Linked DNA regions of Zea mays: regions 1, 3 and 4 are each linked to region 2. The links are chromatin contacts, called in public Hi-C maps. All regions are on one chromosome and are shown on one strand. Each heading gives the region's core, a stretch centred on a gene start, on an enhancer-like site or on the middle of the called end of the contact. The rest is flanking DNA. Distances are from core to core; before and after follow the strand shown. Region 1 holds the start of LOC100281706 (Heat shock 70 kDa protein 8). Region 2 holds the start of LOC541985 (MADS14). Region 3 holds the start of LOC100278445. Region 4 holds the start of LOC100283875 (polygalacturonase).

Region 1 (5,927 bases), core at 1,473-3,972, 230 kb before region 2:
GTTGCTGTCCAAGCACTGCTGGGTGCTGCCGCACTGGCGCACATGTGTTGCTGACTTGCTGTTCAAGCACTGTTGTTTTGTTAAGAGACCTTTACTGTTTTGTTAAGAGACCTTTGCAGCTTTGCTGTTTTGTTGAATTAAATATTTGAATACTTTGAAGTTTGGTAACAGTACTCATTTATTGTTTTGTAACAGTACTCATATATTGTTTGGTTCAAGTGTAAACGCTAATGTACTCATATATTGTTTTGTCAACCTTCTGTAACAGTACAGATATATTGTTTTGTGATTATACCCGTGGGTATCCGATACCCGCCCGATACCCGATGGGTACGGGCACGGGTACAAATTCCTACTCGCGGGTATAGTCGCGGGCGGGTATGAGTAATACCCGCGGGTATTGTCGCGGGCGGATATTTACCATACCCGATCCGAACCCGACCCATTGCCATCCCTAGTTTGGACAAACCATACACGCGCGCGCCATGCATTAGTTGACCAGGCAACCAATCACGTAGATAAGTACCGAGCGCAACTCAATGGGAAGCCCAAATCCGTATATCACTCCCTTAGTAGGCCTCCGTCTCCAATGGTTGGGAGCCTATGTACGTACCAGGCCTCCACCAGTACTAGCAAAGGAAGATCTGCGACACGGCACAGGTTCAGACAGCCGAGATCTCACTAGAGATTTCATGTGCAGCAACTAGCAAGGGCCCATGCCAGGCGGCTACGCGGCCGTTTTTTTTGCATTTTAACCCTTTTCGGAAAAAGATCACGTTTAGACGCTAGAAAATTTTAATGTCATTTTTGGATCCTTTGCTCGGCGTCATAGCCTATGACACCGAGGTAACACAGCTCGACGCCATAGGCTATGGCGCCGAGGTACGTGCTGCGCTGGCACGAACGGACGTCGTGACACTGATGTGGCACCGAGCTCGGCGTCATAGATCTTGGCGCCGAGCTCAGTTGTGTGCACAAAACCCGTCTAGCTCAGTCGGTAGAGTGCAAGGCTCTTAAGCTTATGGTTGTGGGTTTGAGCCCCACGGTGGGCATTTAATATTTTTTTGTCTTTGTCACTGATTTGTTTATTTTTCCAGATTTTTCGTTTATGTCGCTGATTTGTCCGTCCAGATTTATTTCTCATCCAGATTTTTTTTGTTTTTGTGACTGATTTGTTTATTCGTCTAGATTTTTTTGTTTATCCGGCGAGCACATCGGCTGTGTGCCACAATGGCCGCAACCCGTCAACTTCCCCCTTGTTTGCTCAGCTAACCACAATAAAAATCAAATGACAACACTCTTATTTCAATTATGACCATATAAAAAGAAGCACACATATTAATCTTTTTCCTCTGTACTAAATAAAAGTATACTCCATTATATACTTGTCTCGCGGCCACTGTGGCACACAACCGCTGTGCTCGCCGGATAAACAAAAAAATATATGGACGAATAAACAAATCAGTCACAAAAACAAAAAAAACTGGATGAGAAATAAATTTGGACGGACAAATTAGCGACATAAACAAAAAATCTGGACAACAAAAAACAAATAAGTGACAAAGACAAAAAAATATTAAACGCCCACCGTCTTGTCTCGCGGCCACTGTGGCACACAACCGCTGTGCTCGCCGGATAAACAAAAAAATGTATGGACGAATAAACAAATCAGTCACAAAAACAAAAAAATCTAGATGAGAAATAAATTTGGACGGACAAATTAGCGACATAAACAAAAAATCTGGACAACAAAAAACAAATAAGTGACAAAGACAAAAAAATATTAAACGCCCACCGTGGGGCTCAAACCCACGACCACAAGGTTAAGAGCCTTGCGCTCTACCAACTAAGCTAGACAGGCTTTGTGTACATAGCCGAGCTCGGCGCCAAGATCTATGGCGCCGAACTCGGTGCCACGTTAGGATCCAAAAATGATATTAAAATTTTCTAGGGTTTAAACATGATTTTTTTCGAGGAAGGGCTAAAATGTAAAAAAAAAATCGGGCTACGCGGCGACTAGGCCAGGTGCCCCAGCTATGGTCCCGCTAGGGATGGCAATGGATGTCATTTATCCGCGTACCCGCGGATAAAAAATCCATTGGGCACGGTTTTGGGTACGAGTCTGTACCCATGGATACGGATACGGTTAGCACTTGATATCCGTGGATATTTTTAAAACGGATAAGAAAAATCAATATCCATACCCAAATACCCGAATATCCGTTAAAATATCTTGTACTCCCGTCCCAAATATGGGTAGCACTTGATATCCGTAGACAATTTTATATTTGCTGGACAAATATGATATCATGTTTGAATTTGCTGGACAAATTCTGTATGGATTTATGTTTTTATCATATTTAAATTTGCTGGACAAATATGATATCATGTTTGAATTTGCTGGATTTAAATATTTTGTATGTGTAGTGGACAAACGGATATATCCGTGGATATCCGTTACCTGCGGGTAACGGATGTGGATACTGTTTGTTATCCATAGCGGGTAACGGGTACGGGTTCGGATATAAGTCGTGGATATGGATATCCAGAGACACTATCCGCGGATATTTTACCCGTTGCCATCCTTACGTCCCGCGGCTTCCCGACTCTTCTAGCAGGAACCGAGCGACCTCGGACTCAGCGGCTCCGCCTGTCGGCGAGCGCACGCCGCGTGCCTGCCCGCGGTCTCTCGTCGTCTCCAGAAGATGCGCCCCGATACTCGTCTTTCCACCCTTCTTCTACCTCCTTCCACCCCCTTCTCCCCACGCCCCATCGGATCGCACGCGCACCGCAATTGTTGTTCATCACCTCTCCGAAGAAGCGTCACAGAGCACCGCCCGGAGGTTCCCCTTCCCGTCGCCGTCGCTTGGCCAGGTAAGTAATGACTAATCGCCTGAGTCTCCTGCGCCTCATTACTTCGAACTGTGGTTTCGTTAGTCGGACGTCGGAGCAATGCTATGAACCTTGCCATTCCATGTTACTTGGTGCTGCGTGTCCACATTCGACGCCACATTTTTTTCTTGCTAGCCAACCATTGCGCGTCTGTGTTACAGTTCCACCGGCGATATACATTATGCGATCATTTGATGTGGATATTGGTGTTTTTTTGGTTAGCGGATCACCTTAGTTTTGCACTGAACATGGAACAAATGTGGATGTTGGTGTTTTTTTGTTAGTGGATCACCTTAGTTTTGCACTGAAGATGGAACGAGGAAATGGGGAAGGGGAACTGAACGAAGCACATAGTTTCAGAGACTATGTGCACTGCAGAGACTATGCGAATGGTCAAGGGAATTTCTCGCCTTGGTTTCCTAATCCTCGCTTCCTTCTTGTTTCGAATTCGGTGTATATATGTGGTTTATTCGGCACGTTTAGGAATTTAGTTGGGGAATGGGGCGCAGTATGTCAGGGTTGTGTCATCTGAATATATAATGCAAGATCTATTACTAGTTTAAATTGACTTATTATGCAAGTCGATTAACCTGGCTGGGCTCAGTGGTGTACCATGGAAGCTTTGTGATTGTAGCCGGGCAGTAGAACGCTAAACCTGAGGTTTGGTACTGTAGCACTCGGCTAGTCAGCTGTATGCCAAGATGTTACTTACTCGATACTTTCTGCCATGTCTCATCTGTGTTAACCAGGGTGTGTGCCACATAGGGCTTCTTTCCATGCTGTTTGTTAACCTGTTCACACTTCTTCCATATATATATTCATAATAGCTCGATCTACAATTTTCCTGTCTTGAGCTTCTTTGTTCCTAAAAACGAATTGTATACCAGCAATGTATATCTGATGCAATATTGTTTGTAGGATGGCTGAACAATTCTATACCGTGGCATCGGATAGTGAAACCACCGGGGAAGACAAATCACAGGCTTCATTCCCTGATGTTGCTGTTGGCATTGACATTGGGACTTCCAAATGCAGTGTTGCTATTTGGAATGGCCACCAAGTTGAGCTCTTAAAGAATACCCGTAATCAGAAAGGGATGAGGTCATATGTCATGTTCAAAGATGATACTCTTTCAGCAGGAGTTACTGGAGGTGCAGCCAAGGAAAATGCACACGAGGAAAGAGACATCTTGTCAGGAAGTGCCATATTCAACATGAAACGCCTGATAGGAAGAATGGACACTGATGAAGTGGTTCAAGCTAGTAAGACTCTCCCATTTCTTGTGCAGACATTGGGTATCGGTGTGAGACCATTCATTGCAGCGCTCGTGAACAACATGTGGCGATCTACAACTCCGGAGGAGGTCCTTGCCATCTTTCTACTTGAACTGAAGGCCTTGGTGGAGATGCACCTTAAGCATCCCGTTAGGAATGCTGTGCTTACAATACCAGTTGCATTCAGTCGATTTCAACAGACCAGGATTGAGAGAGCCTGTGCAATGGCTGGGCTGCATGTGTTGAGGTTGATGCCAGAACCAACTGCTGTGGCGCTTCTGTACGCTCAGCAGCAGCAGCAGCTTGTGCATGACAATATGGGAAGCGGCATCGAGAAAATTGCTCTGATATTTAACATGGGTGCTGGGTACTGTGATGTGGCCGTGGCTGCCACAGCTGGAGGTGTTTCTCAGATAAGAGCATTATCAGGATGCACAGCTGGTGGGGAGGATATACTTCAGAACATAATGCGCCATGTTCTTCCCAATTTTGACGGTATATATGCTGGCCAGACAATGGATAGAATCAAGTCGATGAGCTTACTGCGAATTGCTACTCAAGATGCAATTCACAGGCTCGTTAGTCAAGAATCCGTGGAGATCAATATAGATTTGGGGAATGGCCACATGGTGTCCAAAGTTCTAGACCATTCAGAGTTTGAACAAGTCAACCGGGCAATTTTCGACAAGTGCGAAAAGATCATCAACCAGTGCTTGGCTGATGCGAAGTTGGTACCAGAGGACATCAATGATGTCATACTGGTCGGAGGTTGTTCGAAGATCCCCAGAATCAGAAGCCTTGTCCTGGGTTTGTGCAAGAAGGAGGTCTCTTACAAGAACATAGATGCTCTAGAAGCTGCTGTTTCAGGTGCTGCGCTGGAAGGAGCCATAGCTTCGGGAGTGAATGATCCTTCGGGGAGCTTGGATCTTCTCACGATCCAGGCAACTCCCATGAACCTGGGAATCCGTGCCGACGGTGATAGCTTCGCTGCGATCATCCCTAGGAACACGACGGTTCCAGCAAGGAGGGACATGCTGTTCACAACGACACACGACAAGCAGACCGAAGCCCTAATTGCTGTGTATGAAGGAGAAGGGGAACGTGCTGAAGATAACCATCTGTTAGGGTACTTCAAGATTACTGGAATTCCGGCAGCCCCTAAGGGAGCAGTTGATATCAGTGTATGCATGGATATCGATGCTGCCAATGTCCTCAGGGTGTTCGCAGGGGTCGTCAAGCCTCAAGGCCCAGCCATTCCACCGTTCATCGAGGTGAGGATGCCAACGCTGGACGATGGCCATGGTTGGTGTGGGCAAGCTCTAGCAAAGATGTATGGGAGGATTCTCGACCTTGCTGTTCTTCCGAAGAAGCTGCAGCCATGATATGTGGCCTTCCGAGGCCTCGTAAGTAGCTGGTGCGTTGTGCGAATGTAGCGGATGCTCAGTGTTCAGTATTCACTGTGTCACTGTCCCCCGTCTTGTGTGGGCGCTGTCTATGTGCTGTTGGTGTTGGGCAGTCTTCAGAACTGAACTACCAGTTTCATCCTTGTGCAATAATGTCTCGTACATGTGAGATGAATGTTGCGGATGTTTGTACTTCATAGTTTTCAGGATTTGTTGACTGCTGGACTGCTGGTGTGCAGTACGAAACTGAGAGTTTCATCCTTCTGTCGAGTGCTGTGCAAACTCGGAAGTGCATGAGGATGGTTCGGGACAATATACACGTGTACAGGGGTGTTAGGTTTCATCCAACTACATCGTC
Region 2 (6,674 bases), core at 17-2,516:
ATGGCCCAAGAGCACATTTCCCTTTCAGTTAGAATGGGAAACATGAAGTGTTTGTTCTGTTGTTTTTCATATCTTTGTTGTGCATGAGGTATATGCTCGCTTCTATGGTTTTGTTTATCACATGTTTGAAGTAATACATAATTGATGATCGACTAACAATGACAATAGTGTTTTCTTATGCTCGACCTGGAAAAATTATAAAGAATGTTGGCACGGTCAATTTGAGTTAACCTAATTAATTTACGAAGTCACTATTTTCGAAATTTAAATAATTAATTTTAAGTTTAATTCAAATATGTATATAATTTACAAACGACAAACAATGCAATTTTGAGGAAAAATAAATTGGAATAAAAAATCTGTTATTACTATAAATATAGAGGACCGAATTTATTGGACACTGCTCGAGATGGAGAAGATATAGTGAACATAATTTTTTAGATTATACCGTAAAAGATAGATAATATCTAGAGAACGTTGCTGGAGACCACCAAAACTTTTGGACGAGCGAGTCTGGAACTTTGTTCTATTTTATCTTAAAAAAATACTTCACACCCATTTCGAGCTCCATTTGTTTCGGTAGATAAAAACAAGAGAAACACTGTAGCAGAGAGCAGCCAAAAGAAAAACCCTGACAGGAAAGAAAGCCGAAGTCCTACGAGCCCTAGAGCCGAACACCTACACGCCATAGAGCAGCAGTGCATGGGGTCAGTCCTGTCTGGCTCCTCCAACTCTCCAGCCGCACGCGCATCGACACGCGTCGCCTACTTCCTGACATGTGCTCTGATCGCCTAGTGCCCTCCCCCTCTCCTTTCTCTTTCTCTCTCTCTCCCTCTCCCTCTCCGACTCACCCGCGTACGGCGACCTTTATTGCATCGCATGCTGCAGGTCCCGCCCCCGCCCCCGCGGCCCCGCCCCCTCCACGGACAACGGCTCCACCTCCGGTCCTCCTCCCCGCGCCAGATTATTGCGGTCTGGACGTACGCCAGGGCGAGGTCGAGGAGACTCGAGGGGGCGCGCGCTGGTACGGGCGAACTGGCGGCACATCAATCGGCTATCACGCGTCTATCAGGGCGCTATGCCCCGTCCCCTCGCCCTCGCGGGCGCGGCCGTCGCCGTCCCCACCACCATGCACCTCGCAAAAAGCAACAGCTCCTGGTGCTGCCCCGGTGGGCGAGTGATTGATTGGTCGCTACCTGATGGATCACGGCGTCACTGCCAAGTAGATAGATCGATAATTACTTGAGTGTGTGAGAGAGAGAGAGTGGGCGCGCGCGAGGAAGAAGTTAGGTTAGAAGGACTCTCCAAAAGCGCCGCTTGAGTAAAAAAGATCTCGCCCCAAGGGGTACGACGACTACGATCACACAATATAAGCATCTCTCTGCTGCTCAAAGCAACCCAGGCCGGACTCCCGAGGGAGCTTTTTTAGAGCAAGAGAGGACGGAGAGGTAGAGAGAGAAGGGGGACGGAACAAGCAGCTAGCTAGCAGGGAAGATGGGTCGCGGCAAGGTGGAGCTGAAGCGGATCGAGAACAAGATCAGCCGGCAGGTGACGTTCGCCAAGCGCAGGAACGGGCTGCTCAAGAAGGCGTACGAGCTGTCGCTGCTGTGCGACGCCGAGGTCGCGCTCATCATATTCTCCGGCCGCGGCCGCCTCTTCGAGTTCTCCAGCTCCTCATGGTACGTACGTACGACGCACGCGCGCTCCCGCTTGCCCCTGTATGCATATCTGATCTATGTATATTCCGCAACCCCCAAAATGAACAAAATTTATTGATATACTAAAAAGGAGAGCACCTGAACTTTGGATCTCTCTCTCTCTCTCTCTCTCTCTCTCTCTCTCTCTCTCTCTGCTTTGCTCATCTTCTCGATCGCTTTCACTTTGAGCACGTTTTTTATTGTTGGCTACTTGGAAGACTCGCAATTCCTCATAGATAGATCTTGTGTATCTGTCTCTTTGGAAAGCTTTCTCTCTTCGTCCTAGCTATAGTCTTGGCGGCTTTGTTTCCACGCATGGACATCTGCCTTTCTTTCTGTTCGTCCTCGTTTGATTTGGAATTTATGGTCACTGAGCTCAATCTTTCTGTGTAGAATTTTCTCTCTTCCTTTTTGGTCTGGGCTGATTCGTTTCCCTTCTTGGCCGCCCCTCATTTATTCAACAACTACTTTTATGTACCTCGTTCTATCACTGCGGGGTAACCGATCGAGATCTGGGCACACGAACCTAGATCTTCCTCTATTGACTGTGTTCTACTACTTACTGCTTCTGTACAAGGAACACGATATTATGACACATCTTTTGTTCAAAAGAATTTTGTGGAGTATATCCTCGATTTCTTTTGCTTACAGTTCATCATCTAACAAAAAAAATGGGTTTTTCTTCGTCACAACAAACATTATGTATATATATGCATGTGCGTACAGTTCTTTCACTTCCCAAGGTAGATCTCGTGAGCTTGATGGATATATAGCAACCTGTACCTCAAACAAGTTTTTTTTTTCAACATGTTCTCTTGCAATAAGAGGCAATGGTAAAAAAACATCAGCCCATTATTTACTGCCAATTGCCAAATTCCATATCCAGTTATCCACCCCCAAAATTTTATTTTTACTGCATGCGTCCCGTTCCTCTTCCCCGGCCTTCTGTTCGTCAGATCGCCTGTGTGCTACTCCTTTATTTTTGTCAACCCATTTTATGTCGATGTGCTTATTAGCTCACCGGTTCGGTCACTAGAGCTGTTTGAAGCCCCCATCTGCTGATCTATATGCTACTGTTCCATTGGAGTGTATATAGGTGGAACGATAGCTGATGCTCATCGAGATCTCAAAATGCTGTCTCACATCTTTCTTGAGTCCTGTGTAGACTGTAGAGTCATATCAAGCAGCTCAGCGCATACATCATGCAATACTGTGAAGTTTCAACGTCTTGCTTTCATCATTGTGCGTAAGCACCATAAACCGATGTGCAGCGCATTATTTACCCGCATGCAGGAACATTTCATTTCGTAGTTTTTTTTCTGAAGAATATTTGTCTATCATATCAATGTTTTCTCGAAGTTGTAGCACTTACCTCTCCTCCCTTTTCGATCTCATGCATGTAAGATTTTTCTCAGACTCCGGCTCAGTAGCATTTTCTTTGCCATTTTTCACAGATCTCCCTCCCTTTTAGGGACTCCAGGTAATAGATGATTTGTTTGTATATGTTTTATCAGGCAGTAAAAAATTCTTGATGTTTTAAGAAAGATCCAGAGTTCCAGCAGACGAACTCTTAAAATTTAGAACATTTATACTCTAAAATGTAAAAGTAACATATTTTTGTTCGAAAATAAAAATCATATTCTCATAAATTTTTAGATATATAAACGTATTTCAGTATAAAATATAATAACGATCAATGCCTTAACTCAAATAACTTGAAATGTAAATAATGTCAACTACTGTTGACCGGACAAACTACTACTATATATCTCCATTCTTAAATATTTGACGTTGCACAGTTCATTTTTGGGGAAAAAAACCGTCAAACAAAAAAAAAACGGAGGAGTACGTGCATACATACGCCCGCCTCCAGTCACAAATAGAATGTTCGTGGCAAAACTCTAATTCTAAAACTTATATATGACTATCAAAGATTTTTCTAAATTATTTAGTTGAATACACTTTCATGATACCATAAGTTTGTTATTAGATTTTTCTAATACATTTTATTATATAATATGGTCAAAATTATACTTTGCTGATATGCCTATCTCATTGCCCAAAGCATCTAGCGTTTTCCACATTAGAGTGTATATAGAGATTGTTCGGTTGTATAGTGTTGACATAATAAGTAATAAAATAACAGATAAAAGGAAAATACATAGAAGAACAATTTTAGCCAGTGAAACCAGCGTGACATGGAAATGTGTATATATGTACAGCTTTATTGATAGTAGATAGTTCATAGTAATAGTACACAGAGAGCTTGTACCGTCATTATATTTATCATATTTTGTTGTACTTTCCTATGATCATTAAATTACAGTGTGGAGACATAAAGCATAGTTCATGCATAAAAATGGTCTATATATCGATGATATGAATTTGCATTAAGAAGAACTTTGAAGAATCCTGCTTACTTTGTGAAATATATATTGTATTAAAAATGCAATTCGTGTGCACATTTGTAAAATTGTTCAAATTAATTGTTTAAGAATGTTGTGGGAATGTGCCACGTGGTGCATAAAGATTATGTCATCAGCTAGCCAGAGTAGAGCTTGACCATAGGATTTAGTGGTGGTGGTGGATTCTGTATAATTCAGGATTAAACAATAAAGAACAGAACAAAATCACTATTTAGAAAACAGGGATCACATTGACCAAGGGTGACCATGGCCTAGCTTAGCCTTAAGCAAGCTCTACCCCTGCAATTAGGCCAGGGATAACTGTCATTGTAGTGGCACTAGCTACTAGAGTTCTTTGTTTCAACTTTGGTTTAATTTACAAGTTAGAAAATGCAATTATCCAAAAGCTATTTACATTGTTTTTATATGGATGAGCCGCAACACTAGAGCATCATGCATTATAATCTACAAAAGAAACTCCAAATCAAATAATGGATTCTAATACACCCCTACCCTACCCCACCGGTAAAAGAGACTTGACACTACATTTGTTACCAACAGTTTTCTTATCCATATTTTATATTTCATTATGCTCAAAAAAATTTTCTAAAATTTTCACTAGATTGTGAACGATGTGTGTATTTCACTTGTTTTAAGAAACGAGTTTTGATACTCAAGGTTTCAAAATTTTGATAGTACACTATCAGAAATTCCATGTATTCATGATTTGAAGGGAGCGTGTTATAACCACTATTGAAACCTCCCACACAAGATGAAGTCTGATGAAGATAATTTCTAAATAGCTTCACCTTCGCTTATTTTGAAAGGATACTTATTTGAACACTAGACTGTGTGGACACAAGCATAAATGTTATACTATCGTGATAAAAGTATCAAACAACTAAATCCATTTTTTATTCTAAGGCCAACTTGAAATCTTTGGAATTTAAATTAATTATAATAATCATAGTTTAGGTATAAATCAATTAAGTTAATATGATTGTATATGAAAACACATGCATACTACTATTTGACCATATGAGAAAGATACCTATGTGCTGCAATTTTGTTATAGGGGAGAGAACCAAAGAGCATGATATAAGTTAAAGAGTAAAAACATAGGTTGGTGACATGTAGAATCAATTTTCATCCTTTACATTATGAACTTGAGATAGATTAATATGTGAACTTTGTAAAGCTATGCATGAAATGTTAAATTCTAAGACAAAGCCTACTCCATTAAGTAGATTTCAATTTCTTCAAAATAAAATGATCCAAATAGCGCCCCAAGAATCAGTTTCCAAATTAAAGTAAATTGTTTCTTCTTGTTTCTAGCATAAAACACGATGACTCTTAGATTGTTTCCAAGGTAAATAAGTACATTTTTCATTTTGCCGACATCATCATCTACGTTTTTGTTTCCCCTTGTGCACACTTACTAGCTACATTTTGTTATTATTGAGGAGCTCAAGAATTTTAAAAATATACTCTAACAAATATAAGACTTAAAGTAGCTAGATGGAAACTACCAATACATCATTGCTTGAAGAAGAAAATTCACTTTGTTATATTAATTATTCGTGCCACAGATCGTGTTGCATTCCTTTTTTTTTTACTTCCACCCAGTGTTATATATACAAGTTTTGAACCCTTACCAATCCATAGGTTTGGTGTATAATTGAAACACCAACAAACCAAATGGTAAACTAAATGCACTTATAGAGTAAGCTCAAAGAGTCATGGATATTAGTAGACATGAAATCTTGACATATGGAAGTGTCACTACAACACATTTAAATTAGTATAAAAATTTACCCTTGATCCATTCATGGCTTCATGCATGATGCTGAATCTCCCTTTTTATTTTAGCTTTATGATTTTAATTTAAGTAAGTGTACTAGTTAAAAATCTAAAGCTATAACTTGACATGAAAAACTTTTCCTTTTGGGAGCTAGTTAGAATCATAGATATAAAACATATAGTCTTGCATTTAAAGCCAAGAAATTTGCAAAAAATATTATCATAGACTAACCATATATATTGTGAAATGTTTCTCTTTATACTTGCATGGAAAATCTGCCTATATTTTATTCTGCCTAGTTCAAAAGGCAATATTGGACTTTTAACTGAGGGCATATATATAGATATGGATAGTTTGTCATATATATTATTTAGATATAATGCTTAAGAGCTAGACAATTGACCTATGCATCAATCTGCTTGACAAAGTTGGAAGTTGACATTTCTGCTCTTTTCTGTTTGAGTTGACGTGTTTAACCAAGGGTGGTATCATTTATAGACTATATGGTACCAAATTCACGGGTCAAATGAAGTGTGCATATTATTTAATGTAGAATCTAGCTACAATATGAAAAATACTCCGGTACAGGACCATGCATGTTATGGAGGCATTGACTGTGGCACTTTAATTTTGTACAGTAAATATGGCCAAGTAAGAGGATTGAACAGTATGAGGTTATTAGAAACAAATAATATCAAACCATTAGTTATTCTCAGAAAAAGAACTACCATTAAGCACTGATATAATCTTATATGATATCATCTTACAGAG
Region 3 (6,025 bases), core at 1,124-3,623, 210 kb before region 2:
TACGGTAACGGCATCACCATTCTTGAAGCCAAGTGACTAGTGCTCACAAAAACACTTGTTGGACGAGATGCAGTCAGGCGGACAAGCCACATATGCATGCAGTGCAAGTGCAGACGCGGTCTAGAAATATAAGCACCCAGAAAAACAAAACAATTTTGATGATGTTCAAGCAGAGCCTCCCTTAGGCCCACCGCCCACGTCTCAGATGAGCAGTAACAAACAGAACAGAACAGAACTAACGAAAAGCTCCAACTCTTTGGCCCAGGCCCAAGGACCACTGGACAGAGTCACTGACAGCTTGGGCGGTATCGCAATCATTGACGATTTCAAATCAGGGAAACACATGCTAAATCCATCTATATAGTACCCTCCAGTAGTAGCGAGGTGAAGCAAAGATAAAAGGCTTAAAAGTGCCAAGTTTCTCACACATGGTTCCATGCTCCACAGCAAAAGAAAACAGTGATTATTACCAGCAGCGTAATAGTATCAGTCCGAGAAGGAACCCATAGGGCCATAATGTTTTAGATGTTGGTAGCAACGTGCCAATCCATAGATTCGTGGCCCCAGAGGTGATCATCAGCCAATTACTCATCTCCCTACAAACCCTGTACAAGACAAAGTGATCCCCACGGTACAGCAACGACCAGCACTGCATCCGGTGCTGTAGGCAATTTCAAAGCTCGCCCTGATTAACCCGGATGGGAACAAAACCAGCTTAATCGTGGACTGATAATGGCGTCAAGTGGAGTGTGCGTCGCTGACCAGAAGTACCCCCAGGTCAGCGATTCGCATTCCCTTGGTACTCCTAATCTTGCTTCCCGAGAAAGCGAGGAATATCGAAGCTAGAGTAGTGAACAAGCTAATGAACTGTGTTATGAACAGTGCGAGGGAGCAAATTTGAATCGTAGTATCGTACCACGTGCTGCTGCTGACGCTTCTCCGCCGCCACGTTCTGGCGGCTGCGGGCGTGCGGGCCGGCGTCGAGGGCCGACGGGGCGTTGCCGTTGCTCGCGGTGCTGCCCCCGCTCCAGCTTCTCTGGCTGCCTGCGCTCGCCTTTCGGCTGTGCCGGTTGCCGCATTTCCTTGACTGGCAGCCAGCGTTGTCGCCGGAGGCGACGGCTTCCAGGCGCCGGCTGTACTCCGCCATCCGCTCGCGCATGCCCTTTGACATCCCCTCCATCTTCATCCTCAGCATTTCCACCTTCAAGCGTGCAGAGGAGACACCGTACGTTTAGTCATCGGCAAAATCCCGAGACTGAAACAGCGACACAACATCATTGCGTATGCGATTTGCGTATCAGTACCGCTGCGACTTACATCAGAGGTGTTGGCGCCGTGGACGCGTTCATCGTCGCCGCTTTGCTCAGCCGCTGGTGGCGGTGGCGGTGGCGCGGGGACGGGCAGGGCGATCTCGCGGATGTCCTTGACGAGGGGATCGGGATTGGCAGGCGGCATCTTCTCGAGGCGCCGGCGGAGCGAGGACGCCTGCCGATCGAAGTTCCTGCCGCGGCTCCGCTGCAGCTCACGGGCACCGCCCATCGCCCTCCTCCCGCTCTCCTTCTCCACACGCAGCTCCTCCATCATCTCCTCGAGGTCCTCGATCCCCTCGTCCAGCGCCGCCGCAACGCCGACGTCGCCCTTCCCGTCGACCTTCTTCCTCCCCTGTGGTATAGCAGCACCCATACGAGAACATCATCATGTCGGTGCACAACATGCGGTGCTTTGATGGAGCCGATGACTAGTCGGAAATGGAATAATGCGTGTTGTGTCGCCGTGTGTATTTACCGATACGAGCGTTTCGACGGCGGACTTGAGCGCGGCCTCCATCTGGCCGCGGTGGCGGTCGAGCTTGCGCAGCGCGACCTCGCGCTCCATCCGGAGGAAGTTGCACTCGGCGCGGAGTATCTCCGCCTGGAACTGCCACTTCTCCTCCCGTTCCTCGGCGTCTTCCTGCGACTGCGACGCCGGCGCCGGCGATGGCGGTGCGGACTCCAGCCCGCGCACGCGGCGCTCCATCTCGAACAGCGCGCCGAGGTTGACCTGCACCTGCCTCGCCGGCTGCGGCGGCGCCGGGCGGGTCTGCGCGCGCCCCGCGCCCCGGCTGGGCCTCCCGCCGCCCGGCCTCCTCGCCAGGTTGAGGTTGATGGTCCTCGGCGTCGCCGCCGCGTGCTGGCTCTTGGCCGCCCGCCGCGCCGACATCGAGGCCGCTCAGGCCTCGGAGGTCGGGTTGGCCCTCCGACCGAACTGAAAGAGAGGGGCCGCCGGTGAACGTGCGCGCGTGGATGACAGGACCAGGGATGTTGACGGACGAGGGGCTTCCTTTTTCCTGGGGCTGAGGCGGCACCGGCAACGGTCGGGTTGCTTTGGGTCTGTGGAAGGTGTTGGTCGGAGAGGGAGAAGGCGCTGGGAGGAAAAAGGCCGGGTGCAGTGCACGACTGCACGCACGACAGGTGGATGGAAAGGGAGGCGGTGTTTCTCGTTTTCCGTGAGATGCCACGATTTGAAAGGATCTTCGCGGCGAAAATGACTGGATTGCCCTACGCCGGGCTGGAGCTCCGATTCGGCAGCAGCCCAGCCACGCCGGGCTTAGGGATGGATTTGGATTCGATACACATTGAAACGGATTCGAATGTCACTATTTACCATATTTTAATTCGAATACGAATATGAATACGAATACTATCAAATACGAATACAAAATGGATAGTTCGAATTTGAATTTATATTCGGATACTTGATTTAGAACATAACATCATAACAAGTATTAATTTGTTTTATCGATGGATTTATAGTTGATAAAATTCACATTACAAGTAAATTATGAACAATAGTACATATACATTATTTAGTTGAAACATATAGTTGAATATCATATTTTTAAATAAATTATTTATACCTGGTATATTTATATTTTGGACTCTAATTATAATCTTTTTTATATTAAGTATATTTGTATTTTGGACTCTAAAACTCCAATAATCTATTGTATTCAAAATTAGGCTTTTTAATATTATTAAAATTTATCATTGTATATCACTAGTAATGTAAAATTAACACAGACATTTGTTTATGATATAAATATTTTTAACACTTTAAATGGTGTACTTCAGTTCTTAGTATATTATTTAATGTTTAAAATTACTTGTAATTAGTAATAAAAGTAAGTTGAAATTGATTTTATTGAATACTTTTTCTTTCGGATACGAATAATATCGGATATTTCACGGTTTTGTCGAATGTTGTCGAATACGAATCTTAAACCAGATAGAGAAGAAACGAATTCGGATATGTCTATTTAACACCCATATTAAAATCGAATACGAATACGGATATCTATATTAGCATTTTATCCGAATACAAACGTGGGTAATTCGGATCTTCAGACATCCGAATTCATCCAAGCCGGGCTAGACCGCTAGAGCAATGACTAGCGGGTGATGGGATGGGCATCGAGCGGACAAGTTTGGTGCAGGAGGTCTGGGACGTGCTTTGCAGAGAAAGCAGGCATCCAGGCTGCGGCATGTTCTACTACTACCATTTTGAATGTCTTTCGGTCTCTGTTCTCAAAAGTAGGAATATTGCTGTCTGTTCTGCCACGCTGGCATGAAAAGTAGGAGTGTTGACGCTATTTGATTCCCACATTGTCTGCAGTGAGATATTCACTCTATATTGTATTTTTATTTTGTCATAAGTTAAAGAGATAATTTATAATAAAAATACATTCTACAACGTCCCCAATATAGTTTACATGATGTTAACAATATTATTATTCTTTTCTGTTTCTATATATTTGTTCAGACTCAATATAAGTTAAATACACTACATTTCAACATGGGGGAGTAGTAACTAAAATTGCGCCTGGCTGCGTTCATATTCCTAATTTCCCAGGGCAGCAACAGGATGTGTGCATCATAGATGCCCTCGAGCCTATATCTAGTCCTAATCCACTCTCTCGTGGCTATAGCTATGACCTGCATCAAATCATCTCATATTTGTTGAGGCTCGGCCCAAATAGATCTCAGGTGCTCACGCTAAATTATAACTTTATCAGCACAGGTTATTTAGGTAGATATTGTTCTGTCTGGTCTAAATGAACCCTGAATATTGTTTTGGCTTCCAAATTTAGCTATTTTTAGTTTTGATTCATAGCTTTGGGGGGGGGGGGGGGGGGGTAGCGTTGGAGTATATGGTAGACTAGCCGTTGGGAGGAGCACAATGGTGTCAAAAGAAGATGCAGATTGTTCCAAAAGACTAGTTTGGAGGTGGGCTACTGGGCTCTATAGACTACTAGGTATATGCTCGTGCGTTGCCACGGAAGTAAAAAAAAATTGTGTAAAACATAGATATGATGCAAAATCCATGTAGCACATATGAAGTGTAAGCTGAATGCCCGTGCGTTGCAACGGGAATATATAATAGAAACAATAACTATCTCCAACAACTTAAAATCTTTGTTCTCATATTTAAACTCCACTTTATAAACAGTGCAGTTTACAGTACAAAATAGTGTTTTAAATGACTATGGATAGTACAAAATAGTGTTTTGAATAACTATGAATAAACTGTCGGATACTGTGCTAAAGAACAAGTCTGCACGCGCTCGCATTTGGTTGATTATTCGTTTGTTCGGTAGTTGACCGTCAATTCTCTGGAACAATTTCAGTTTGTTGAAATCAATTTGCAGCGCGGTAGTCGGTAGAGTACATCATATGTAGCCATGTAGGTTTATGATCGACAAATCCACTCACGTGACAGTATATATTGTCCGGTGGGATGGGGTGGCATCTGTCTCGTTCACAGCTCAAATACTGTGAGAATAAAAAATTAGTCTGAGATGTACACCATCACCAATTCAGACCATATAAAAATTCAAACGATGTACAATCTAATCACGGTTGCAACTCAGCTGAGTCAGACTAACTGAACAGTATGCAAGGATGTTAACTGATGATACCAAGGAATTCGGTGAAGCTTGGATACTTTGGTTCCCAACCGATCTCAGCCCGAGTTTTTGAATTCTCCATTATCTTCCCCAATGGATCGTCAGTACCTGGAGTTAAAACACACTTCGGGTTAATTAAGCTATATGCTATTGCCTGTGCACTCAAGAATATGAAAGAATCAAAGAACCATAGCAGGTCGTACAAGACTAACCAATAAAGCCTCCAAACTTCGTGTCAAATTTTCCACTATTGTTAACAGCATCCATTATTTCTTGCCTGTAAAGTTTTTTTTTCCTTTTAAATTAGGCAAACCGAAAGAGTAACTCTTCACAGCAAAACTGACTACAAAACAAAGAAACCGATATGAACAAGGTCAGCAGTTACCTGGAAAGGGGCTTGTTGTCACAGCCCAGAAATATTCGACTCCGCAGTCCCTTTTTCATGATTGCTACTGCAAGGGACGCAGCATCCTGGCAACAATATTATATGTATAATCACAACTAATAATATAGTTGTTGGTTGAGGAACAAGCTATACTCACACCAGTCCATGTGATTGACATGGTAAGAGTAACAAGATGCCACAATCAAGATGCAACAGTAAGAGTCAAAACACTTAGATGCCACAATCAAGATAAATTAATCTAATGACTGGAGTCATATCTGGTAAGCCTAGGAATATTTTTCCCCTTAGGGCTGATTTGGTGACCAGGGATCACGGGGGGATTGGAAGGGATTGAGGGGGAAATTAGTTCATTTCCCCCTCAATCCCCTCCAATCCTCACGTGATCCCCTTGTCACCAAATCAGCCCTTATTGGGTCACGTTTCCTCTTTCCAGTGAAAATATGGCATAAGCACTTGAAAGTATATAGAATCCATCTATATTGAAAAGTATGATTGGTCATTGGTATATGCACATATAGATAGTTTAACAAAACTGGACATAAGCATACTCACACTATTTCTACGTAGTTGATACTTTCGGCCAAAACTTTCACTAAATACTTCCAAATTTATCATGTAAGGCTAACAATTCCCCATAGTTTATTACCTTGTTTAATAAAGAGGGTATAATGGTCAAC
Region 4 (6,360 bases), core at 178-2,677, 160 kb before region 2:
CATGGCCCGGTCCGCAGAATATGCTGGTCACCCGTACGAACGTTGAGCCAGTCACGATGGATACGCAGTCATCACCTGCATTGTTGTTGCATGGTGTTGGACACACACACACGCACATGAAAAGGAAGGAAGAAGGGGCACCTCATACATACAACATACACATACACGTACCTGTGGCGATGGTGCACCTGCTTATGGACACCTCCCTGCTGTTGGACACGTGGATGCCGTCCGTGTTGGGGCTCCACGCCGGCGCCGTGATGGACAGCCTCGACACGGCCACGTCCCGCGAGTAGGCGATCGCCACGTGCATCTGCATGCTGTCCCTCACCTGCAGCTCCTCCACCACCAGCCGGGTGCACCTCCTCAAGTACAGCGCCTGACCAAGCTCGCCAACTCAGACGCACATACATACATACATACATCGGGGTTGCCGGGTCAGGGAAGGTACCGTCGGGCCGGTGACGCAGCGCTGGTGGTGGTGGTGGATACACAAACAAAAAAACAAAAATAAAAAAAAATACGCATGGCATGTTAATGTTAGTGTTAAGCAAACACCGACGACGACTGATCATTAAGCAAGCCGCAAGCGTACCGCTGATCTGTTGAGCTTGCACGAGTTGATCCACCACTGCATCCCGTTGCCGTCGAGCGTCCCGCCGCCGAGGACGCGGAGACGGTCGACGCCCTCGAACGTGATCCACTCCTGCAGGCCGCGCTCCAGCCACACCGACCGGTCCGACGGCGCCTCCAGCGTCCCCTTTATCTGACCATATCTGCTTAATTAGCTTGTAACACTAGCTAACGAGAGAGCAGCAGCTAGCGCGCGGGATAGCATAGTATTCACTCATCTCTCACCATTGCAGCGACCGAGGCAGCTCTGCAGGGCCCGCGGAAGCTCACGGGCATCAGGAGGTACGCCTTGCCCTCGGGCACGAGGAACACGGACCGCCCGGCGGAGGAGTTGCAGGCCTCGCTCCACGCCGCGAGGAAAGCCTGTTTCCAAACGCGTGTGGAGTGTGAGATAGATCATCAGAACCGCGGTCGATCGGGATCCACAAACGGGCCAGGGAGCGAGTTAAATAAAGCTGGGTTCACCTCGGCGGCGTCGACGCCGGCATCCGCGGCTCCGTAGTCGTCGACGTTGACGACCCTCGGTGGCGGTCCGGCCCTGGGCAGCCACAGCTCGTCGTCTGGACCCTCTGCCGGCGCCGGCCCGTCAGCCTCCGAGGAAACTTCGTCCCAACTGGCGCCGTCTACTAGTAGCATGTAGTAGTGAAGAACGACGATCAGCATGACGACGACGGTGGTGGTGGAGCCACCCATCCGGAGATGGGGAGGAGGCTCAGGCGAATGGAGGGGAGGAGACGAGGAGAGGAGAGGAGAGGAAGGGACGAGCATTACTGCATTAGCACCCAACTTCTTTGGAGATAATAAGGGCATGTATAGTGGTGTTTAATATGGGGGCTCTTAAGGTGTTTTAGGGGTTATTTGCAAAAAAATCTTAGAGCCGTCTCTCCGTGAAGAGACGCCTCTAGCTCGTAAACCAAGTAACAACAGACGCCTCACTTCTCACTGTACGAATTTATCGTCTGTTCTATCGATCTGATGCTATACAAATACATTTAATTCTGTATTTATTAATAGACTACGTTTATAGACACTTCATTGTACAATAGAGTCTCTTAATTGTCTCCTATGCTTCGAGAACCGTTTTAGTGTCTCTCCACTGTACATGCCCTAACAAGCTCGATCGACGACCCGCCGCGAGCATGCATAACTCTTGCGTTGCTCACGAGCTCTGCAGCGGCTGACAGGCGGGGGCCGCCAGTGTGCTTTCCTCTGCTAGATCAAATCTCTCCAAGTACCAAGGTACTAGGGATAGCAATTTTACTCGCGGGTTCGGATATCCGACCCGTCGGGTATGGATTCGGGCACGAAATTTGACCCGTGGGTCTTACCCGTACTCGATCCGATTTTATTATGGGTCGGGTACGGATTTGATTTCTTACCCGCGGGTACCCGACGAATATCCGAAAATAGTGATTTTAGATTTTCAACCTATCAGTACGCTAGCTAGCCGTCCACCCTCGACAGCTCATCATACTGTCATCCCTCCATGTCTGTTGATGCTTCTGATATAGTTCTAGTACTAGTGCCAGTACGTAGTACTAGTGCTATCTAGTACAAGTACTTGAGCTAAGAGAGTGTTAATACACCAGACGACTATGCTTGCTACTCTCCGATTTTGACGAGTTGGAAGTTTATTAGCAAAAAAAAACATTAGCAACACATGTCCAGGGCTACATTTACACGACTGCACCGTGCAACAACATTATGTGCCTCCGCTGATCATGGCGATGTGCGACGCTCAGAACAGCACTATACTTCATTTAGGGAGAATGCACCAAGCTGCTGTACCCGACGGATACTCGATATCCGTCCGATACCCGATAGGTACGGGCACGGGTACAAAAATTTAATCGTGGGCATAGTCATGGGCGGATATAGATAATCCCCGCGGATATAGTCGCGGACTGGTATTTACTCTATCCAATCCGAACCCGACCCATTGCCATCCATACCCGGGACCAGGGTTATTATTTATTAACTTATATTTGGAGCCTCCGATGAACATGTGTCAGTTTGGATGTGTAGCTAAGCCGCGTTGTTGCAGCCTTCTTCGGGGGCCCGTAGTTTGGAAGTTGCTAGTTTTTCCCAAGGGAATTTTAGGACAAATCGACCCTCCTCCTTTTCTAGGAGGGCCTAAATAATCAGGGGTCCTTTGTGCAAGCATAAACGCATGTATATCTATCTTGTCTTACGCATGATCCTCACGCCCGAATTTTTTTTAGCCTTTTTTCATCTCACGTGAGATGAGAGCTCATCGGGTTTAGATCATCGTGACTTACCGCGCAGAGACTACACGAATCAGCGTTATAGGTCATCGCGTTAAAGTATTATAGTATAAATGACATGGATATAGGAGTGGTAATAGATCGCGTGATCTAAATACTTCTTCACAAAATAATAGGTCTTTAAATAAATTTTAGTTTAAAAATGAATAAAAATAGGGTCTGATCTGATCATTAAATCTTATGTGTAAAATTTAGAGTCTATTGTCAACCCTACGTGGATATTATTATAGATGTTGTTTGGTTCACGAAATGTAATCTAAATGATAATGGTATTGATTCACGCTTGATTACCGGCGGTAACAAGTTTGAATAGAACTTTATCAGTTTCTAGTATGATATCTGATTACGTTGGACTTAAACAAATATGGTTTAACGTTATCAGTTATCGTTCACCTTTCAAATATATGAACCAAACAACACCATAGTTCTAGTGCAAAGGCAAGGTGTCATGATCTATGATGTCGAGATCCAAATCATATATCTCAATATCTCTTTACTCTCAAAGTTGTCTCTTTTCTCCGTCTTGATTCACCTACAGCTACCTAGCCCCCCTTGAAGATGAGTTTTTTTATTACTAGTAACTTAGTGTCGGGGATTGGATCCTCCAACCCCTAAGGGCACGAGTCAGAGGGGGTGGAGGGAGGCCCGCCTAAATAAATTTGTTTGCCTACAGATGATTCTTGTGCGTCGACTTTGAGGGTTGAGCGAGGCACAACCAGACAAAGGGGTCAGACGAACCGCAAGGAAGCCACCCACGTGTGGCCAACATACTCCTCTTGCCATCAAAATCGTGCATGCCACATTTATTAATTTTTTCTAGCACCGAGTCACAACGCAGTAAGGAACTGGTCCTCCTCTCACTCATGGCCTATGAGTCTTTGACCTGAGCCCCACTCATGACCCGGAAGACCTAGGCATGAGTCCTCGGACGCCCTACGAAGCATGCAATACAACGAAGGGAAGCACGGCTGGAGATTTACAAAGCAGAGATATCGACGCATGGCAAGGCTTTTACCGGGGTCTCCACTTTACCTTAGCACAACGATCTCAAGCCATCTGTAACAGACCCTCCTTGGCATATAATAAAAGGAGGATACCCAAACCGAGAGCACATACGCGATATGAAATCGTTCTAGTCTTTTGGACAGTATAACTGATACATCTTGCATAAATAAATAAATAAATAAATAAAAGGCTATAACGGATACTACATACATTCGTTCTTAAATATTTGTCGTCCGCTAGTTCATTTTTAACTAAATTGCGACAAATAAAAAAGAACGAATGGAGTATTAAATAAAAGGCTATATAAGATAAAGAAACGTTAAATAGAACTCGGTTGCCATGTTCTCGGAATTTGTAACTGTTTATCATTTTTGCAAGATAATAAACTCAAATACTCATGTATGAAAGCTACAAATATACATCAGCAATCTCTCTCAGTATTTCTGTCAAAATTGGCAGTTGGAACAGCTTAAGTACCAGTTACATGTAAATATTTTGAGGCCACAAAACCATAATGATATGCGCAATGATCGAGGCCACAACTAAACTTCTAAAGATTGGCCTAACTTCGCAACCTGACAGCAAACAAAAGAGACATCAGGCTCCAGACGTGAATGGACAACCTCTTACGCTATCCATATTGTCCAACTGTCTGCGATGCGAACATTGGGCCTCCGGATTGTTGGCACAACTGGGCTGGAACCACTCCTTAAACTAATTGGCCCTGATTCAATTTCTACTTCTTGGTTTCCAGGCTCAATAATAGCCTTCTTCACTCCGGATCGTAAACCGAGGACTATAATTCTTTCAATCACGCAACCACTTGTAAATTTCTTGCTCAAATTGTCAGGTGCGATATTGAATGAAGTTAGCTTATTGTCTGCAAAGACAAATCGGCGATGGCTGAATGCCCCTTGCTGGTAATCATAGCTTTTGCCGTCATCCATATAAAGTTCGCCTTCTGCAGCACCAGAGCTATTGAGGGCTATCACCTGATCAATGCAATACAACATAAGTTAATTAGTTTATTTGGATTGGATATATTTGAGACTAAATTGTACCAGTAGGTAAGCTACTTCGACCAAAAATGCTGGAAAGTGTCACATATTTAGCTGATATAAATTTTCCCCTTGTCTAACAAACCAATGAATCTGATATCAATTTAAACAAACATTAAAAATGGATGTATTATTTGAGCACCAGAACAAGAAGTAGCAGGAAAGTAGCAAGCTACTGAGGTACATATGCAACTTGTCTCCAGTACAAACTATCGAGAAAATATCAGCCACAGGTTTTATACTTACAACCCACAGATCACAAATATGTTCATTAATACACTGACACAGTTCACAAGGTTTTGACTAGCAATATATGACATAAAATGAAAGGATTACATGTTAAAGAAGTGCTTCTCATGACGGATCTACTGGCACCTATCTTAAATAGTTAATTAATCTAATTTTTTCGTGTATTGTTAGTCATCTTTGAAGCATTGTCTCCGCATTTATGGGGGAAAGGTTGCCTCGGTTTATCCCTTTCTTAGATCCCACTCATATGGGAGCCTTCGGCACTGAGTTTTCCCTTTTTAAAGGGAAGACCTACTGTAGTGGTGAGAACTCTCACTGAGTCACTAGATTGTGGGCTCAAAGCAACGTCTTCGGCTCTCCACATTTGCAAGGGAAAGGCTTGCCTCGGTTTATCCCTTCCCCAGACCCCACTCATGTGGGAGCCTCTGGCACTAGGTCTGCCCCCCTTTCAATTGTTACTGAAAGTTACTGATAGGTGAAAGCAAAGGTATTGCTCGGGAAATTGGTAGATTGATTAGAAGGCCAATAAACAGGGGTACATATATAGGCAAGGACAAGGAGGACCCAAGGTTGGTTTATAGAAGTATGACCACCGTCAGATCTCCTTGCCTAATATAATAGCAAACAATCTATAATGATCATAATTGGCTGCCTCCCCCACCCCACCCCACCCTCGTGCGGCAGTCAGGGCGTCGACACAGATGCTCGTACTGGTCCTAAACTCCTGAAAGACTATCGAAGGTAGACCCTTGGTGAAAAAGTCAGCATACTAAGATGACATCGGCACATGAAGGACGCGAACACCACCAATGGCAACACACTCCTGAATAAAATGGAGGTCGGTCTCAATGTGTTTGTTGCGTTGATATTGAACCGAGTTGGAGGACATGTAGACGACGTTGATATTGTCGCAATACACTAAGGCTATCTCCAGCAGATCCCCTGTCTCGTCCCCTATCACGTCCCCTATTTCAAACTTCTCTCTGCAAACAGTGTCATCTACAGTTTCATGTCCCCTATTTTCCAAACTCTACTGGAGACAGTCTATGGTGGACCGAATGGGTGGAGAGTGGAGTTCATACAGAAGTTGTCAAAGCCAAGTAGTCTCGGCCACGCCATTAGCCACACCA

Evidence for each region. Hi-C and Micro-C count contacts between places; a contact is called where the count stands out from the background.
Region 1: a contact with region 2 is called in a Hi-C map of leaf, with 3 times the contacts expected there. The contact joins the promoter of LOC100281706 here to the promoter of LOC541985 in region 2. A contact is called at or near these places in 4 of 25 Hi-C or Micro-C datasets (ear, leaf, root tip and 1 more).
Region 3: a contact with region 2 is called in a Hi-C map of tassel, with 4 times the contacts expected there. The contact joins the promoter of LOC100278445 here to the promoter of LOC541985 in region 2. A contact is called at or near these places in 6 of 25 Hi-C or Micro-C datasets (ear, endosperm, leaf and 3 more).
Region 4: a Hi-C map of tassel shows a contact between it and region 2, with 3 times the contacts expected there. The contact joins the promoter of LOC100283875 here to the promoter of LOC541985 in region 2. A contact is called at or near these places in 7 of 25 Hi-C or Micro-C datasets (ear, endosperm, leaf and 2 more) and 1 of 3 datasets of contacts at active chromatin or transcription factors (leaf).

What each region holds. Positions count from the first base shown.
Region 1 is chr9:152,761,703-152,767,629 of Zm-B73-REFERENCE-NAM-5.0, forward strand. It overlaps LOC100281706 (Heat shock 70 kDa protein 8), which reads left to right and starts at 2,723. Exons shown (of 2, transcript NM_001154626.2): 1 at 2,723-2,874; 2 at 3,811-5,742. The coding sequence starts at 3,812. The coding sequence ends at 5,548. It overlaps TRNAK-CUU (transfer RNA lysine (anticodon CUU)), which reads right to left and starts at 1,861; the gene lies at 1,789-1,861.
Region 2 is chr9:152,990,016-152,996,689 of Zm-B73-REFERENCE-NAM-5.0, forward strand. It overlaps LOC541985 (MADS14), which reads left to right and starts at 1,267. Exons shown (of 8, transcript NM_001320931.1): 1 at 1,267-1,679. The coding sequence starts at 1,495.
Region 3 is chr9:152,782,233-152,788,257 of Zm-B73-REFERENCE-NAM-5.0, forward strand. LOC100278445 reads right to left here and starts at 2,374. Exons shown (of 5, transcript NM_001151723.2): 1 at 1,786-2,374; 2 at 1,318-1,662; 3 at 917-1,201. The coding sequence starts at 2,199.
Region 4 is chr9:152,828,873-152,835,232 of Zm-B73-REFERENCE-NAM-5.0, forward strand. It overlaps LOC100283875 (polygalacturonase), which reads right to left and starts at 1,428. Exons shown (of 9, transcript NM_001156773.2): 1 at 1,099-1,428; 2 at 859-996; 3 at 596-766; 4 at 452-472; 5 at 172-379; 6 at 1-75. The coding sequence starts at 1,401. LOC100279293 reads right to left here. Exons shown (of 6, transcript NM_001350284.1): 6 at 4,321-4,915. The coding sequence ends at 4,550.